Linked DNA regions of Columba livia: region 2 is linked to region 1. A link is a contact called in public Hi-C data. All regions are on one chromosome and are shown on one strand. Each heading gives the region's core, a stretch centred on a gene start, on an enhancer-like site or on the middle of the called end of the contact. The rest is flanking DNA. Distances are from core to core; before and after follow the strand shown. Region 1 overlaps CNNM2 (cyclin and CBS domain divalent metal cation transport mediator 2). Region 2 holds the start of ARL3 (ADP ribosylation factor like GTPase 3).

The links. Hi-C and Micro-C count contacts between places; a contact is called where the count stands out from the background.
Region 2: a contact with region 1 is called in a Hi-C map of liver, with 2.9 times the contacts expected there. The contact joins the promoter of ARL3 here to the enhancer-like site in region 1. A contact is called at or near these places in 2 of 2 Hi-C or Micro-C datasets (crop and liver).

The regions. Positions count from the first base shown.
Region 1 is chr6:13,919,168-13,924,716 of bColLiv1.pat.W.v2, reverse strand. The region is part of intron 1 of CNNM2 (cyclin and CBS domain divalent metal cation transport mediator 2); the gene reads left to right. Among named protein-coding and RNA genes, the nearest start is that of CNNM2, 94 kb to the left of the region's middle. Within about 2 kb of position 2,581, at least 2 of the 3 cell types and tissues checked have an H3K27ac peak away from gene starts, as active enhancers do.
Region 2 is chr6:14,105,695-14,111,243 of bColLiv1.pat.W.v2, reverse strand. It overlaps ARL3 (ADP ribosylation factor like GTPase 3), which reads right to left and starts at 3,314. Exons shown (of 7, transcript XM_065067152.1): 1 at 3,177-3,314. The coding sequence starts at 3,179. SFXN2 (sideroflexin 2) reads left to right here. Exons shown (of 14, transcript XM_021295907.2): 4 at 4,384-4,556; 5 at 4,837-5,007. The coding sequence starts at 4,396.

The sequences.
Region 1 (5,549 bases), core at 1,332-3,831:
AATAGAAGAGAGATTTAATGTCCTTGAACTGTGCTGCAGAACAGAAATTTAGGAAAACACTTGTTACATAGGTATAATGGCTTGCAAGCCAGTGCTATTCTAGTGGGAGTTGTTTTTAATGGTTAAATTATACAATGCATTTTAAAATTGATTGTTTTGCATAATACATTGTTGAACCTCTGAATCTCACTGGCAGACCAAATTGTTTACCTTCATAGAAAACAGTCAAAACCAAAACAGTTGCATAAAAATAACCCAGGAGATTAGTTACCAAATTCAAGGGCAGCTAAACACCTCCTGGGATTTTTCTCCGTGTCATTGTAGGCACATTAAACAGGTTGTAGCTTAATGTTCCAGTGCACTCACCAACAGCAAATGGACTCAGATTACTGGTTTTGACAAAAATGGATTAGCCTGATTCTAATTTTACCACAAAATGACTTAACGGGAATCTTCTGCTTTATAAATGCTTACCATAGGTTTGATTTAGCACAGATTTTTTTTTAACAGAAGGAAGCTGAGGGCCTTCAGTGAGATTTGCTTCTTGCATGGGGAAAATAACACATGGAAAGGTTCTCAGTTACTGGATTCATAAACCTCCTTCTGCAGAAATAGAAACATCTCTAGTTGCTTACTCATGATATAAGCTTATACACGTCACGTATAGGTTGTTGCTCACTGCTCAGAGTTATGTGTCTGCTCTTGGACTGCTCGCTTCCCAAGGTCATTCTTTTGCTCTGAAGCTGTGCCAGCACTATTATAGTTTTCTGCAGCATAGTCTGGCTAGTAGTGTCATTTCGCTATTACTTTTGGTCATGTACAAGCCTGTATTGTGGCATTCCAGATCAGTAAAACTTGCCATCTTTACATATCATCCTTCTGTACTGAAAAATTTGCTATTTTTTTAGGTGCCTAAGCAGAAATTCAGGAACAAAAAGTCTGAAATGAAGTTTGGGATGGGATTTCCATCAGGCCTCACCCTTCGAAGTCTCTTAGAATCACAGGATAATTTATAAAGGGACTTCTGGAGGCCATCTGGTCCAACCCCCTCTTCAGGGCAGTCTACCTTTGAAGTTGGCTCAGGTCACTGAGTTTTGAATACCTCCAAAGGTGGAGATTTCACAGCCCCCTGGGCCCCTATTCCAACATTTGACCACCCTCATGGGGAACAAGTTTTCCTTATCTATGCAGTTGGTTTTCATTGCTGCAAGGGTGTGCCACTGGCTGGTGTAGCTTGTCTACCAGGACCTCAGGGTCCTGTTCTGCAGACCCAGTCATTCAGCCCCCAGTACAAATGCACAGGGCTGATTTTGTCCAGATTCGTGACTTTGTGTTTGCATTTATTGCATTTCATAATGTTCTCGTTAGCCCGTTTTTCCTCTCATGTGTCTGTGGGGAAGTGGCATGTGAGAGTGGGCTGGGCACAGATCTATCCATGCAGACAGGACCCTCTGTGCTGACTAGAGCAGATGTTGAACTTGATCGGATGTTTTCATCTCTAGTTTGAACTGCATGGCAATATTCTTGAGATCCTTACTCTACATGTATAAGTACCCCAGGATCAAAGCGTGAAATATTTTTTTCTTATTTCTTTTTTCAAGGAATGCTCAAGGTACTGTAAAAGAATCAGTATTTCAAGCATTTCTTCCAGTGCTGTTCTGCATGGTCAGTCAATCACATGGACTCTCTCAAGCTCATTCTAGGTTCACTGACTCATGCGGATTTCACTAAGCATCTTCATGCTTCTTAATTAGCGTAATAAATTAATCAGAAGTTGTGGTACAGAGCAAAATCCAAGCTGAGCAGCAAGAGTTTGAGCAATGGGATGAGACTGGATTTGCTTTTAACAAAACTCCTTGGTCCTTTAGTTGCCCATGAATGCAACTGAGCAATTAGCGTTTGCCACGACTCATCTGAAGCTGTGTGCGTGTATAAGCTCCAGAGGCTCTGACTGATGTTACCCACTCTTGCTGTTGGTGGGGAAGCTGAGGCAGAAAGCAAGTGCTGCCTGCCCGTGGCCACAGAGGAGCTGTGGGACAGAGCACTGCCCCCAGTTCTGTCCCGGTGCTGCTTATTGCACGTCCCTCAGGTCATTTCTGCCGCTGTCATCAGATCTGGCCGTGCTGCAGAGCCGCCTGCTTCCTCAGTCTCGCTGCATCAACACTTAACATGACTGATTAAAGAAAGATTAATGCCATAGATGTAGTGTGGTTAGACACCGTGGCCGAAAAATCAGTGAAGTATTGAAATTATTTATATATTTTTCCATGTATGCTTGCTCTCTCTCAGTTCAATTCGTGTTCTGCTCTCGAAGCTGTAGGAATAATATAGGCAGTCCAGGTTTCCTTACCTAGACGTTTAATTTGTTCAACTCCTTGTTGAATATGTGTTGTATGTCCTTAGCAGTGGAAAATACAGTTGAAACTTCACTTTCTCAGCTGAATAAAACAACAATATGACAAATACCAGTGGACTGATAAAGTCTTTGAATAAAGCTGTAGCCAATTTCTATTTAAAACACTCAGAGGAGTCATTACTTTACTTGCAGGCCTTTTTTAAAGCAGGGCACATGCTGTGTTGTGCTCTTTTACGACGTGTAAAGAACTCCTTGCACTCCTCTGGCTTTTCCTTTAGCCTTTTCTGCCTTGATTACTTCCATACATGGAGGGTGTTTCGCAGTCACCTGCGCAGCAGTATGAGAGGGCAGCCAGTCCAGGAATGCATCCTCATGCCACCTCTGTCAACAGTGTTGATGCACGTTCCGCTGTTTGGTGATTTCTGGCAAATTACTGGATCTGGGTCAAAATTAGCTGACAAAGGCCCAAGAAATGTAATTTTCAGCTCTGGTCTGCTGTGTCAAGTGACTGCATGAGCATTGGAGCCAGTGCAGAAGGAGACACTGGGAGCAGAAGGCAGCCTTTTACGGGTAGCCCCATGAGATTACCTTAAATTCATCTGACCTCAGCGAAGTGGTGGGTTCGTGAAAGTCATGAAACTTGATAGTCAAGAGGGAACAAAGGTTCATGTCAGCCTGCACGTGGATAATTTATCTTTTTTCAACAGATAAACTCTCTGCAACATGTAGTTTTAATAATGAGGGTAGAGCTGAACATCGGTGTTACCCACCAAAGAGTCTTATGACATTTGAAACTAAGACGACTTTCAAGGGTCTTGATACTTTGGGTGATAAATAAAAAAAACCCTAAAAATCAGAGATCATGGCAGAGCCAGAAAAAAATGTTTCTAGCCTTCTTTTTCTTTATAGAAAGTGCAAAATGTTGGATAGATGCCCATAACTAATTCCTTATCAGCTCACTTTGCATAAGAGATCAGTAGTGAGTACAGACTTTGGCCACTGGTCTCATGATCGTGACTCTTGCTCAGATCAGAGTGCTGTGGCCACTGAAATGGGGAGAGTGTAACGTATTTTAAATTCTTGATGAGGACCACACCCCAATGGAGAGGGCAGGTAACTGGTTTTGTGGCTGAAAGTCATGCACAGCTTCCCGTGGTGGTGCAGCCCCTCAGCTCCTTTCCCAGTTCCATAAATCTCTCCCGTTGCTTGTAGATGTGTCCAGGACTCTACTGTTAGAAGGACTGTCCTTTTCAAAATGTAGAATTTTATCACCTAGTTCAGCTTTATCTTAGGCAGTGCAGAAGCAGAGGAGAGGGCTGTAATTTAGTGATTCTGACTAAAGCTGAAACAACGAGTTTGATAGCATTGTTTGTTTGTTTGTTTTTGAACTTTGCCTACTTCTACAGATCTGAGCACTCCTACCATTTCCTAATGTGTGTGAATGGTGATCCTCGGGAATTCGCATCTGAATAAGCATGTGCAAGCCAGCTGCTCTGGTCTGCGATAGAAAGCTTCTTGAAGGAGTTATGTCTTTTGACTTGAAAACAAATATACTAATATCTGAGCAGGCTCTGGGAAATAAATTACAATATTTTTGTTTGCCCATGTGACAGTTTTTTGTGCTACATTTGTCCTTGAGCGTCATCATATTTGAAGGATGTAATTGGAGTAAGGTATTAAAGGAGAACAGCAATGGTAATAGTACTTAGGTCTTTCATCTTTGTATTAAGTCACCTTTTTTTTTTTTTCTTTTAATGCTGTTCATTGAGTGTTAAAAAGAGCTGGAAGTGTTACAAGGAATGCAAAGAAATAAAACCTGGCAGAGTGAAAGACTTTCAGTACAATATGAAAGTTGATCCTTTAAAATCACAAATCTTCTTTCTCTTAATTCACTGTAGAATAAGGTCTCCTCAAGATAAGACTCAGCAGTGCTGTGGAGTTGGTATTTAAAGTATGTCCATCTGCATCTAAACGAGTAGCTCCAAGACAATCAGATTATGCAGTAGTTACTTTGGTGAGAATATCGCCTAAGTGGAATGGAAACTTCATTTTGAGTCTAATATTAGACCCTGCTTTGGAAAATTCCTTTTAAATGATCACAAGCTGGGAATAGCAAAAGAATTTAACTTTCGACAGACAGCATTCACCAAGAATTTGTTTTTAACTGCTTATGTTGGGTCCCTGGGAAAGCAGATGTGAAAAACTTACCAAAGTGAATTGACTTGACCTGATGCAATGTTTATATCAGTAGTTGATAAGTTTTCCTCCCTCGTCTAATTTGTTCAGGATATTTTCATTCTTTAAGCATGAGTAAGTCTGGGTTGGAATAGCTTGAATGCTTGGTAGTCTAATAATCCGAATCTTAAAACATGCAAACGTTATTGCCTATAAAGGGGTCTAAGCAAAGCTGAACTATTTTGGTTATCTTCCACGGATGGGGATAAGTATCGTTTTTGAGACTGGCGAAGAAGAACATGAGACGAGGTTGCTTACCTCCTCATAGTTCAGAAAACATTGATATCTGCTCTGTTCATGCTTCAAAATGCCACTTGTATTTGGTGAGCCCTTTGAATGCTTCTTACTTTTTATGCATCTTTACAAAAGACCGGCTTTCAATGGCAGGTAGGGAAACTGGCAACCAGGGATGTCAAAGCAGATTCAAAGTGTCATGATATTATTATTCCTGCAGCAAAACAGATTTTAGGAGTTATGGAATACATTGTGAATGATGCACAGCACAGGGATTTTTAGAGCCTCTGTTATCTCTCATTGTGGCTTTTCTCTCTGTTGATCAAACACTGTTACTTTGATTATTTTAATTAATTAATTCCTAAATAAGCCTCTCCTTCTGTATGGAGCATGTCTAAATAAATTATTTTTGAGAGAGGGAGGGCAAAAAGGGAAACTCATGGATTGGGCTGACCTCGCCAGCTCTACCCTGTCCACATGCTTCTGTGGTTTGGCCGTTGCTGCTGTTGTTTCCAAGCTTGAGGAGAGCATCCACGGGAGCTCGTTGCAAAGGAGGGCTCCAGCCTGGCCGTCCTCTGCCAGTGTGTGGGACAAGAACTGGAACAACAAGATAATACAATGAATTCAAGGCAAGGGTGACAGATTTGCTGGGAAAGACATTAGAAAGAGAACAGTGATCTCTTGAGCTGCCCTCCTTTGGTGCATTAGGTGGATTTATGTGACC
Region 2 (5,549 bases), core at 2,065-4,564, 190 kb before region 1:
AGCTATGCTGGTATTTCATCCTCTCCACCAGATCTGCCTAGTGTCAGCTAGACACCCCATGACTCAGTTTCCTCAACTAGAAAGCAGGGCCATGCTTTGACAACCCTGGTTCTGACATGATGATGTCATCTTCAATCAACGCTTTTAGAAAAACACTGGCTATCCTCTGGCCCCACTATCTATCAATAACATACCATCTCAGTAAAGATTGTTATTACAGTGACGAGGAAGCCACAAGCTCTGCTTCACACAGCATTTCCTAAGCTTTGGAAAGCTGCATATCCTTTCATGTAGCAGCCTCCCTCTGCCCTTGCTGTGCGCCCACCACAGATGCTGCTTAACGGCGCCAAAGACTTCAGTGCTCCACATCCCTCATGCTCTGCAGTTTTATGGCTCATCTTTCCCTCTGTGCTCCACCTATGACCTTCTACCACCCCTGCCCCATAGCTGTAAGAAATGCTGGTATGCTCTGCAGAAGGAGACACCTCCCCTCTGTACTTACTCACTTGGATGAACACTGAAATAATTTAAACCTCAGCATTAACCCTCTTATCACTGGAGTTGGAGCAGTCAGTCAATGAAAGGGGTTTAAGCACTTCCCAATGCAACCATGACATGCCAGAAACATGCTCACGGGCACTACCAGGGCTCAGATGTCAAGCAGTAAATTGTTACATCAAGCTGTCTGGTTCATTTCTGACTGCTGACCCACACCCTCAGGCTGCCATAGCTGCTTTGGATATATTCACTGGTGTTTCAGACAGTTTTCACCACTAAGGATTATTCTGTTTTAGTGAAAGTTGAGAATCTAGAGAGACAGTGCAGAGCTATGCAGTCCTCTGCCCAGCCCAGCCAGCCCACTGGGCACCCCAAAGTGCCACCCACCCTGCCCAAGAGGCTGCAATTCAAAAAGCAACTCCCAGAAATGAAAAACAGACAAAGAGGCAGTAAAATGTTGTATCAAGTAACATGAACACTGGAAAACACCCAGTCCGCCCTCTCCACACACAAAGCGCTCAGATAACAGCAGCCAGATCGCAGACTACACCAGCTTATCGGGACATCACAAGGCAGAGGCACAGATTTGGCCAGCAGCAGCTGCAGGCCAAATGTGTCCCACAAAGCACTGCACTGCTGGAGGCAGCTGCCCTCATCTTTACAGCAGATGTCATCCTGTGATGGCTTTGGTGTCTGGTGTGACACGCTCCATCATCAACTGATCTAAAATAGAGCAGATCCCACAGGCCTTATCTCAATCTCTTTCTCTGTGGCCCAGCAGGTGGAGACGCAGCCAGAATTAACCCAGTGAAGATGAGGAGCTGCCTTTGTAGCTCTTGCTTATGCCGCCTGCCGTGCTGTCCACTCGCATGAACCCAGCTTGTGTCCAGAGGGCTCCTGGACGAAACACGGCTTTGCCCTTGGGAAAGCTCTTTCCCCATGGCTGTTTCCTTCTGCCTGTGCTCTCTGCATGTGCTGCATCCTTTGCAGCAGCTCCCCCACCTACCACAGCTCTCACCACCCCTCACCTGGCAGCCCCAACTCTTCCTTCCAGTCCTGGCTGGAATCTGCCAGCATCCCACTTGTCCCATCCCAGCTACTCTGGCATCTAAACCCAAGTTGTTTCCAACACCCAAGTTCATCATTCAACTTTACCTCAACCTCAACTCAGAAGGCACTACATCCTCACCACCCCGCCCATCTCCCAGCATTGACCTCCACCCTAACCAGATCCTTTGCTGCACCCAAGACCCAAATTCCTCCTTTCAGTCCACATTGCTCACTGTCAATTCATTCCTCCCAGTGAATGATTCTTTCCTCCCCAGGTACTCTCTTTAACTCATCAGCATCAAAACTTCACTTCCAGCCTTTCCCATGGTGTATTCTTATCTCTTCTTTTCAGCACAGACTGTCCCTCATCTCTCCAGCCCCTGGCAGAACCCCCCAGAGCAAACAACATCTCAGCAAACTACTCTAGCTGGCCAATGTTGACCGGGTTTTCTCTGTGACTCGCCAGTCTGTTCATCCCACCCAACGGGCAGGCTTCTTTCTGGCTCTGAGGACTCTGCCTCAGCCCAGTCCATCCCTGAACACCCAACCCCTTCATCCAGCCTTTCTTTGCCATGACTGAACTCCCCTTCTAAGGCAGTTTGTCAACAACCAGCCCTTCCACATCAGCAAGCTCTCCTATAGCCAGGATCCAAGACCTTGGGGTGGCCACCTCCCACCTTGGCTGGATTGTCCAATGTCCCTTCACAGTCACAGATGCTGCCAGGCCCTCCATGGTACTCAGCCCCTGAACAGTGTCCTCCATCCTTGCCAGGTTTCTCCATCGTTCCTTCCTTCCTCAGGCCAAATGGGCCACTGCCACCCTGCTCCCTAGCCCTCCTGAGCACCCAACGCTCCATCACACCTTCAGCACCTTGACTGAATCAACTCTGATGTAGCTGAAGATGTCCCTGCTCATTGCACGGGGGTTGGACTAGATGAGCTTGAAGGTGTCTTCCAACCCAAACAGTTCTATGACACTATAACTCCAGGCAGGCTGATCTCCCCTCAGCACTGCCCCCCCAAATCCCCTAACATCCTAAAGCCTCCCAGCCCCCACCAGGACTCAACTCAACCCCATTCTTTGGGTCCCACATAGCCTCCAGCTCCTGACAGAACCCCAGCCAGGGTCTCCCGTGGCTGGAAGCCCCAAATTTACACTGTCCCCAACCCCAGCGGTATGGCTTTGCCTAGGTGTCCCCGGACCCCGTGGACCCAGGCCCCTGTGCCCTCCTGACTATAAGCCACTGTCTAACCAGGTCCCTGGTGCCCCAACTCCTCCACACTATCCCCCGTGGGCAACCTCAGTGCCTGTGATCCCAGGCCTGCCAGATCCCCCAGGTGGCTATCACCAGCCCTCATGGTCCCAGGCTTGCCAGATCGCCTCCCGTGGATCCCGTCCGGGCACGACGGCCCCATGGTCCGCGAGATCCCCGGGTGGGTGTCTCAGATCCCACGACCCCACGCTCCCCCGGGGCGGGCACCCCCGGCCTCAGGCCTGCCGGGCCCCTCAGGTGGGCATCGCCGGCCCTCCGCTGCCCGGCGGGCCCAGGCTGCCCCGGGCCTTCTGCCCATCCCGGCGGGCCGCGCGTCCCCGCCGCGCTCCCCCCGGCGCCCCCCGCCCCACTCACCATCCTCTGCGCGGCCCCGGGGTTACCATGGGCAACTGCGTCACACACACGCCGCCGCTACGTACAGCGTCAGCGCTTCCCGCCGTACGTACGGAACGTGCCGACGGTGGGCGGAGGGGCGGGGCTAGCTGCTGGCCGTGGCACTAGGCCCCGCCCCCTCAGCCAGCGCATGCCTACAAAGGGCCGCCCTGCCGGGAGGGGACGGGTGTGGTTGTGGGGGTGTTTGTGATTGGCTGAAGCTGTCCACGTGTCGCTAGGGTCGCGTGGGTGAGGGACCGGGGGCCTGCAGGTAGCGCCACGTGGGACCGCGCCACGGCGCGCGGGGCGGGAGTGCCGTGGCGGGGGCGCGGTGCTGCTGGCGGGCCGGGTGTGGCAGCGCCGTGCAGCACTACGGGCCGGGCTGGGCCAAGGGAGGCGTGCAGTGGAGCGCCACGCCACGCCACGCCGCGCTGCACGCTCCCCACGCTGCTATGGGAACCGTGCAGTGCGGCGCCACGGAGGATGCGGTACAACGGTGTGGGGGAGAGTGTGACAGAGTCACAGGAGTGTGTCGTCGGTGTTACGGAGAACATGCAGTGCAGCAGCAGTGCCATGAGAGGGTGCAGTGTAGTGCGGAACAGTGCAGTGGAGCGCCACGGGGGATGCGGTGGGGCTGTGCAGTGCAGTCACTGGAGGGCGCTGTGCCACAGTGGGTACAGGCAGTGTTCGGGGAGGGGCTGCAGCGCAGCATTGGAGGGTGCAGTCTACTGCCATGGGGGCATGCAGTGACGTTGAGGGACACAGCACAGCACAGTGCAGGGGATGCAGTGACATGCTATGTGTGTGGGGGGGTTGCAGTGCGGTGCCCCAGCGGGGAGCACTCACAGGGCAGGGCCATGCAGCCTTGGCGGAGGAGGAGCTGGGCCCTGCAGTGTTGTGCAGCACAGTCCCACCCCCAGGAATGGGTGCCAGGTGCTGGGGATACAGGTAGGGAATACATGCAGGGAGGGTGGGGTGTGAAGGAACAGCCTTGCTGTGTCAGGCTTTCAGCTGATAGCAGGGGTGCAGGAGGCTCCTGGGCTCAGAGCTGCTCAAAGTCCAACTTTCCCATTAAATATAAACATGCTATGGTTCTTGCCCAGTTAATTGCTCCTGTGGCCACAGCAGCCTCACACCTGGCAGGCAAGCGAGGCAGGATCCTCCTGAGCCACTCTCTCCCCCTGCCCAGACCTGTGCTGAAATGGCCACTGTCCCCAATGGTTTCAACATTGACACCCCACGCTGGGACCAGAGCACCTTCATGGGGCGCCTGAAGCATTTCTTCAATATCACCGACCCGCGGACCGTGCTGGTGCCGGAGGAGGAGCTAGACCGGGCCAAGGCCCTTGTGGAAGGCTGCAGGTGAGGGGCAGGGGTGCAGCTGGGGCAGGTGCCATCCCTCTGCCTGCGGCCATACCCGATCACCCTGTGTGGTGATGGAGGTGGTCATTCACAAGGGGGTGTGCTGGGATGTAACATCTGTTGGAGGTGGTTTGGGGGAATTTTTTCCAGGCTTCTGGGAGCCTCAAGCTGGAACAAGTTTCCTCTGCCTTTTATGTTTGGTGCCCTGGGCTCCATGCCCTGGCAGCGCCAGGTGCCAGTGGGTCTGCATGACAATTGCCAACGGGCTCTGGGCTTGCAGGGCTGGGCTGGTGCCACCGGGAAGCAGCCAGGAGCAGCTGCTCTACGCCAAGAAGCTGTATGACTCGGCCTTCCACCCCGACAGCGGTGAGAAGATGAACCTCATTGGGAGGATGTCCTTCCAGGTGCCCGGGGGCATGGCCCTCACTGGCTGCATGCTCCAGTTCTATCGGTGAGCCCCTGGGGATGCTGGGCCCTGACAGCCCACAGCCCCTCAAAGGGTTCCCAATGGCTGAGGCATGGCCAGTGTGCCTCCTCTGGGGCTGGCTGTCCCTGTGCCTGATCCCCGGTGCTGAGCCTGTGACAGAAACATTGTGGGTCTTCCTGGTCCCTGGTGTGGCTGGGGACGGTCTGTCTTCACCTTGCGCTCTCAGCTCAGCACTTCCCAGGACGCTTGTAATGATTAACATGGCCAAGCCATGCATCACCTTTGCTCTTGCTCCATGGACCATAACAGCTGCCAAAACTGGGGACTAAACGTGCTGCCAGGCCAGGCTGCTACAGCATCCACAGCTCATGCCAACAGCCCCCTGCATTCCCCTTCCGAAATGGCTGCTGGGGTGTGAGCGATCCTCCCCGATGCAGAGCATGTGTGGGACGGACACTGCTTTTCCCAGTGGATCCCCATCCCACCCCTGTTTGCTGGTGAGGTCCAGCCTGGGTGAGGCATCTTCCAGTGCTGCTGGGTCACCCTCTTCCCAGCCCATCTCCACC